Regions from separate parts of the Sus scrofa genome. Here region 2 is linked to region 1. A link is a contact called in public promoter capture Hi-C data. All regions are on one chromosome and are shown on one strand. Each heading gives the region's core, a stretch centred on a gene start, on an enhancer-like site or on the middle of the called end of the contact. The rest is flanking DNA. Distances are from core to core; before and after follow the strand shown.

Region 1 (3,987 bases), core at 125-2,624:
AATTGCAAACTCAGAACACTACCAGGTATGCATAATTATGTACTTTTACAAATGTGGAATCAAACTTTCCAACAATTCGTAAGACAACATGATATTCCACACATGACACTGTGAAATGGGCAAAATTATAAGAACTAAAAACAGATCAGTGGTTAAGGGTAGGGAGGGTTCTCTACAACCAGGCACCACCAGAGTGTTCCTTTGGGGTGATGAAGTATCTTCTAACTTGGTAGTAGTATAACTATACATCTGTAAAACTCACAGCTACACTCAAAATCGTATGTGCACATTCTAAAAACTAATAGAAAACAACGTAAATGCTTTCACATGCTAGGAGAGTGTTAAACACTCCTGAAACTTGAATTTTACATGTGTAACACTTCTTTCTACCTCCTGGAGTCCTTCATAGGAAGAAAAGGGAAGGAGTAGAAAGAAAGAAGGTCATGGATCACAACAGGACTTTTCTTGGTACCAAGTCTGACTTAGGACACACCCTCCAAAGTTACACCCCCTCTCGCTGTCATTCACATAACTGGTAAGAAAGTGATAGAGTTCTCCGGGTCTATCTTTGAGTGGACTCCAGGTTTCTTGGGTCAGATGTGGCAATGCTGTGCCCTGACACAAAGGTGCGTGTTCAGATCTCCCCAAGTAGGATATGACTTGAGTGCGTCCTAATCTAATCCTTGAGCATCAATGTTACGAATTCCCAGAGCAGGTCTTGAGACCATTTCTAGCTTCTACATTTCCCATCTCTAGCATACTCTGTACCTGCTTACTGGGAAATATTTGTGCAACACTATCCCACTCTAGACATTTTCTGTTGGAATCCCAAGTGACTGTGAGATGAAGCAGTGGCGGAACACAGAAACGCTGTGAGGCTCAGGTCCCTCGGACACACAATTCCTCGCTGTCAGACAAACATCACCTCTACCAACAAGTACAGTTTTACAATAGCTTCAAAACTACCAATAATGTTGAAAAGAGATGCCCTGCCTTGTCCTAGCTCCAGTAACTGTCACTCAAACAGACACCACTATCACCACATCACCCTCCCTTAGTTTCCTGGCGCAGTCCAGAGTTTTTGGCAGCGCATGCGCTGAACACGTCCTGCTCCCTCCCCCCCAGGATCGGCCTCCACAAAGCTGTTGCACTGAGCCCGGTGACTGCTCTTTTTCTGGTACAGGAAAATCTCTGCGGATCTCCAGCACCGTTGTCTGTGGGAAATGGCGAACTCAGCCAGACCCTCTTCAGGCTGGCGCCCCCTTTGCTTCACAAAACTCTAGTATTCAACGTGGTACGGTCTCCAGATGAAAGGCGCCTAACGGGATTTTCGCCTTCCCTGAAGTGCGCAGGCGCAGGAGGGGGCGGGGGCTCAGTTGGAGGACCAGCTCCCAGTTTCGCAGGGGAAGAGGCGGAAAGGGGCAGAGCCACGTACCCACCTGTTCCTGCCACAGCTTTCAGTGCTTTCCAGAGCCCCTAAAGTGATCTCTTTGTGTCTAGGAGACCAGGGATCTGAGGTGTCGAGGCCGCTGCTCCCCGATCAAGTAGGGACAGCGATCCAGGCCCGGGAGAGGCGGGGGGGGAGGGGGCGGACCTCTGTGTGCCGGTGAGACCTGGGGGGTGATGGATACTGTCCGGAGGAGACAGCCCAGAGGGTATGGAGGCCAAGGGAGAATGCAGAAACCTTTGTTGCCCTCACTGAACCTCCAGTAGGAAAGCAAAGTGAGGAAGGGGTCATATCGTGAGGGGTGAGTTTCTGGAAGCAATTGGAACAACGTGAGTGGCTGGAACGCAACTCCAGTCATTGCGGACCCCGAGACACCTCTTCAGGCTCCTGGGAAGTTTTTTCTTTTCTTTTCTTTTCTTTTCTTTCCTTCCTTCCTTCCTTCCTTCCTTCCTTCTTCTTCCTTTCTTTCTTTCTTTCCTTCCTTCTTTCTTTCCTTCTTTCTTTCTTTCTGTCTGTCTGTCTGTCTGTCTTTTCAGGGCTTCACCTGTAGCGTGTGGAAGTTCCCAGGCTAGGAGTCGAATAGGAGCTGCAGCTACCAGCCTATGCCACAGCAACAGCGCGATCCTAGCCGCGTCTGCAACCTACAGTGCAGCTCTCTGGCAACGCCACATCCTTAACCCGCTGAGCGAGGCCAGGGATTGGATGGATACTCATGGATACTAGTCACGTTGGTTAATCACTGAGCCACGAAGGGAACTCCCTGAGAAGTTTTTCTTAAGAGAAGATCCTAGTGTACTCTGTCAGCCCAGAAAGTCTGAAGTCCTTTTGCCATTAGGAGAGTCGGTTTGGGGGCCTCCGTGACTCCCATGTGTCACAGGGGATGGAGCTGAAAACAGTTCACTCTGTTAAGATCAGGTGGAGTGGGCCTGTGATGAAGTTTGTGTAAAACCAGGGTGTGTGTGTGCCTTTTCCAGCAATGACACTGCCATCCATAGTCTCCCATTTTATGTAATTATTGTAGAGATGTGCTTTTTATACTGTAGGGTGTCAGGAAGTGTGAAGCCTCTTCCCCATTAGGAGGAGCCCAAACACCCTTTTTGGGGAATAGATGGGGAACCAGAAGACACCCCTCTACCATAGGGGATGGGAGTAAGAACCATTCACTGTGTGAAGCTCTGGGCCTATGATGAAGTTTCTGTAAAACCTCCATGTGAGTGTGTATGTCTGTTTGACTCCTTGTGAGCCCTGCCATTCAATTAGTATCTATCTCCTTTGGTGACAGGCCTTCTGGTAGGTGTTGTGGTGAACAAAGCCAAGGAAATATCCCTGCGTGCTTAAAAGCTGACATTCTAGGAGAGAAGAAAGGAGAAATCTAAGTAAAATTATACCACATGTCTGATGGTGATTAGTCCTAAACTGAGGGGAGTACAGAAGCCTTGGGATCTTTGGGAATATCCTTGTGTTTGAGCCATTAATTCTCAGAGTTTTGTGTCTGTGTCTGCATGTGTCGTATATGTGCTGTGAAAACATCTGTGTGCTTTTGTGTCTGCCTGAGGAGTTAAATGTATATACCCTTGAAATGTTCTTACCCAGTTTTCCTGGTAGCACCTTCTTTACAGTGATAAATAGAACTGATTAGAGCAGACATCTGTGTCTTGTTTCTGATCTTAGAGAGAAAGCCTTCAGACTCACCATCAAGCATATTGTTAGCTCTGGGTTTTTATTGATGCATTATTTCAAGTTGAGTAACTTCCCTTCTTGTCACAGTTTATTGAGAGTTTTCCTTGTCAAGTGGTGTTGAAATTTGTTGATAGCTTTTTTTTTCTTCTCTTTTTGGGCTGCACCCATGGCATATGGAAGTTCTCAGGCTAGGGGTTGAATTGGAGCTGTGGCCGCTGGCCTATGCCTCAGCCACAGCAATGTCAGATCTGAGCCGCCTCTGCAACCTATGCTACTGCCCTCGGCAATGCAGGATCTTTAACCCTCTGAGCAAGGGCAGGGATTGAATCTGCATCCTCATGGATGCTAGTCAGATTTGTTTCCACTGAGCCATGATGGGAACTCCTTGTCAATAGCTTTTTTTTATGTATACTGAGATGATCCTTTAGATTTTGATGTTCATTATGTTGAATCATTTTCAGATGTAAAACCAACGTGTTTTCCTGAGTTAAATCCCACTTGGTCATGGTGTATAGGTCATTTTATGTATTGCTGAGTTAAGTTTGCTGGTGTTTTATTGATGCTTTTGCTGTTTATAAAAATAGGTTTTCATGTACTGTATTATTATATAGTATCAAATTTGTTTCAAATTTATTAATATTGCATATAGTATGTGTTTGCCTGCATATGTATATATAAAATATGTAGAATATGGTGTATATAAAGTGTATGTAGTGTATAACCTGTACATAGTATATGTAGTATATAGTATAGAATTATACATAACTAGTATATATCATATATAAGTAGAATATATTATATATAGTTATCATATTTGTAATTATAGCATATTGTATTATACTTTTACAAAATAGCACAGT
Region 2 (3,975 bases), core at 1,432-3,931, 310 kb before region 1:
TTTGTTTATTTATTTATGGTATTTTTTAGGGTTGCACCTGCAGCGTATGGAACTTCCCAGCCTAGGGATCAAATCAGAGCTGCAGCTGCCAGCCTACACTGCAGCCATGGCAATGTCAGATTCTTAATCCACTAAGCAAGACGGGGGATCAAATTTGCATCCTCATGGATACTAGTGAGGTTCCTTACCACTGAGCCACAACAGGAAGTCCCTAAGCCTTTATTTTTTCAAAAGTTTCCTGATGGTTATGGTTGAAGGGCAACTTGCAATCATAATAAGAACCACAAGACCTGGTCCAACCACAACACTGATTATTCATAGGCCAAGACCTGCATAAAACAAAAGGTTCTACTGACATTTCCTCAAGCTCACTAGTTCTTTACTCACACATTACCACTGCATTGATAAGCACTCCCTCTCTCCCCACGTACACTTCTTTGCTATTCTCTTTGTAGGCTTCACGTGTCTTAAATTTCTCTTTTGTTTTTTTTCTTAAGAGTTTCTATTTCTGCATACCTTCCCTGACTGTTCTTGCACATATCCACTAGTTCTATCAGGGCCTTTAGCATAATCATTGTTGCTTCAAGCATCTGGACTAATAATTGTAAGATATCTGCTACATCTAAATCAAGTTCTTTTGTTCATCCTCTTTCCTGAAGAAAAATTTTAAAAGTATTTGTGTCTTTTTAATTTTTTGTTGAATATGAGACATGATGTACTGTAAAAAGGAACTGAAGTAAATAGGCCTTTAGTGTAAGGTTTTATGTCTACCTGATGGTTAGGCTGTATTGATTGTTTCTTGTAACTGTCAGTGGCCAACATATCCTCAGGTTCCTCGTTTTTGTCTCCCATGTCATCTCTGAGGACACTATAGAGACTTAAAGAAATTCTGAAACTTACAGTTCTTTCAGTGTTTCCCACTGTTATTAAACAGAAATTTTCTTGATGTACTGGTATGTTGAGGGTAGAGAAGGAATGTTCTAAACACCCATGATTTGGTCTCAGTAAGCTTTTTCTTTTTAGGGCTGCACCTGCAGCATGTGGAAGTTCCCAGGCTAGGGGTGGAATCAGGACTGGAGGTGCTACCATATGCCACGGCCACAGCAACTTGGGAGCCAAGTCAAATCTGTGACCTACACCACAGCTCACAGCAACCCTGGATCCTTAACCCCCTAAGTGAGGCCAGGGATCGAACCCATATCCTCTTGGATACTAATCAGGTTTGTAACCTGCTGAAACACAGCAGGAACTCCTTGGTCTCAATATTTTAATGGCCCTGTGTCCTTGGGCTGTGACCTTCTGTGATATAAGAAGAAAAATTTTGATCCTAGTAAATAAAGCCTTTCTGAGTGATAAGGGTGATAGGAGCATCTTATGTTCTCATGAGCCAATTGTTTCCAGGCCCCCAGATGGCTTCAGGATGGGGTTGGTCGCTAGGAAACCAAGCTTTGATTAGAGACTTAGAACTCTCAGCCGAGTTCCCAATCTCTGGGGAGAAAGAAGGGGCTGGAGATGGAGTTAATCACCAGTGGTCAATGAGTTAACCAGTCATGCCTATGTAAGGAAACTCCGTGAAAACCTCTCAACCTTGGGGATCAGAGAGATCGAGGTTAGTGAGCACATCGTGTGCTGGGAGGCCGTCATGCCTGGAGAAGGTCTGGAGGCTCCCTAGCCCTGACCACCACTTTGCCCTGGGCCCCCTTTTGCCATTTGGCTGTTCCTGACTTGTATCTGTTACAACAACCGGGCAATAATAAGAAAAGTGGTTTCCTTCATTCTGCAGGTCATTCTAGAGAATTAACAAACGTGAGGATGCGTTCAAGGAGCCTCCGAATTTGTAGTGGGCCACAAAGAAATGTGCGTAGGCTGCCCCCAGCCCACCCCCACCCCATTTGCTGCTGGCATCTGACATGCGGGCAGTCTCGTGGGACTGAGCCGTTATACTGTGGCATCTGAACTGAACTCTGGTGAGTTCTTGGTGAGAACTGAATTGAATTGTAGGCCAGCCACCCAGTTGGTTTTAGAGAGTTGAATAAGCGCTTTGGCAAAACACACTTCAGGTTTACTGTCAGGAGGGGAAAATAACCTAGCAACCCCACAAGTGTTTCTGAGTAGCCACGACCACCCCCACCTTAGGTGAGGCAGAAAGGCTAGAGGAAGCAAGTTGCCAGGGTGGCAGTTTCCCTCCCACTAGGCCAGTTAGGCTGTAGCAAAATCCCAGTGGTTAGATTTTGGGTGAACGAGAATCTTTGGAGTACAGGCCTTGTCGAGCAGAATAGAGTATGTGGGGCATATTTCAGAAGAGCTCCTTTTCTGTCTTGCTTTCAGATTTTGGAGGCAGTGGTTTTGAGGTAGGCGGTAGCTGGGCCCCTGGGCTGCGAACAGCTGGGACTTGTCAGGCTGAGTAAATTGGGCCTTGTTTCTCTTTGACACCTCAAGGAGAAAGTTAGTGGCAGGAGCTGAGCTCTGCTGGAGTAGAAAGATAAGATGACCATTTCAGTCACTCCTGGGGTCAAGGAGAGCTCCCCAATTACACATGCACAGTTAGACTCCTAGGGGTCAAAAGGGGATGGGGGCTCCAGGCCATAATAAGTCCTGCAACCATCCCAGAACCCCTTGCTCTGGAGTCCATCTTTGCCAAAAGATGTGCATGCATGTGGAGGGGTAGGGGAAGAATTGGGGAGGTGAGCCTGGGTCTGGTCAAGTGTGAGAAATAGAACAAGATGATGGCCAAAGGTCAACAAAGACCCACAAGAACTGTGCTGTGTAAGTGATTTAAATCACCTCTCTGGTGTGCTAACTCAGGAGGCGGCCCACACCCACACTCCTCTTTTAGGAGTGTATTACTACTTTGCTTCTGACTTAAATAAATTACTCCTCTGTGTGCTCTTCCCCATGTCTTACTGTGACTCTTAACAATAGGCTTCGTACTGGTTTTTTCTGTCCTTGCCTCCTTGAAAAAGTATTGCTTTCAACAGAGGGCAAGAATCAGAGAAATTCTGCTCCCAGCCTCTCCCTGGTCTATCAGCTAGGATTCCTGGTTTTCATTCAGGCTGCCCAGATTCAATTCCTAAACAGAGATTCTTAACTGATATAGCTTTAAGCCATCACTCACTGTTATCTCTCTGAGATCAGTTCGCCCTGTCACCTCAATGCTTTGATAGATCTACGCAGAGCGCTTGATTTTAGGTTTGTTTGATGTTTATAGTGGATGGGAATCACCTTCTAAGCGCCTTAACTAACTGTGAAGCCTTATGATTCATTGCAGGGTCTGTGGAAAAGCCAGTTCCCTGCCGCTGCCGGCACAAGCTCAGCTCCAAGATCCGCCCTCTAACCTACGGTGACACAGGCCCGGGAGGGTGTGGCCTTGCGAACTGTCCAATCAGGGGACTCGCGGGTTAAGAACACCTTCCTTGTGCGCGCGTGCGTGTGTGGGTGGAGCGGGCTGCCACCAACTGGCTGTAGCGGCCGGAAGCCAAACTGGGTCCACTTAACTGCCTCAGATGAGTCTGTCACCTCCTCTGTCATTGTGACCCGCGCTTGCCGGCTGGGAGTCGTGGTGGTGGACGACCTGGAACCGGAGAAACGGAAACATGGTGAGTTGTGGGACCCAGTATCGGCCATGAGCACACCCTGGCTTCCCCGCGGCGGACCTGGGTACCCAGTCCGCGGGGGCGGGGGCGGGGCGCAGCGTGGGGCCAGGGCCAGCAGTCCGGGTGCGGCGGTTTTTGCTCTAAGTTGTGCTGTGACCGCAAAAGGTCACTGGGGCAGCGGAAACTCGGTCTCCGAGGTTGGTGCGTGGAGGAGCTGTGGTCTGTGGGGTCCCCTGTCCCTTCTTTCTTCCCGGGAGACCCGTTTGCCCTCTTCGCTTTTTCAAGTTTGAGGAGCAGGGTCTCATATCCACGACCCTCCCCTCCGCCCCCGCCAAGACCAGTTTCTCCCAGGGCTGGCAAGAAATGTCTTGAAGTTTCCAGA

What was found. Promoter capture Hi-C pulls out the DNA fragments that hold promoters and counts their contacts.
Region 2: a contact with region 1 is called in a promoter capture Hi-C map of fetal liver, with 4 times the contacts expected there. The contact joins the promoter of LOC102167351 here to the enhancer-like site in region 1. A contact is called at or near these places in 5 of 5 promoter capture datasets (fetal liver, fetal skeletal muscle, liver and 1 more), 10 of 47 Hi-C or Micro-C datasets (brain, embryonic fibroblasts, fetal liver and 6 more) and 2 of 2 datasets of contacts at active chromatin or transcription factors (alveolar macrophages and skeletal muscle).

The regions. Positions count from the first base shown.
Region 1 is chr2:66,582,423-66,586,409 of Sscrofa11.1, reverse strand. No RefSeq gene overlaps it. Among named protein-coding and RNA genes, the nearest start is that of MAN2B1, 260 kb to the right of the region's middle. Within about 2 kb of position 1,374, at least 54 of the 83 cell types and tissues checked have an H3K27ac peak or open chromatin away from gene starts, as enhancers often do. A contact at or near this core is called in brain, fetal liver, fetal skeletal muscle and 6 more, where this site is marked.
Region 2 is chr2:66,890,184-66,894,158 of Sscrofa11.1, reverse strand. LOC102167351 (zinc finger protein 709-like) reads left to right here and starts at 2,681. Exons shown (of 5, transcript XM_021083749.1): 1 at 2,681-3,596.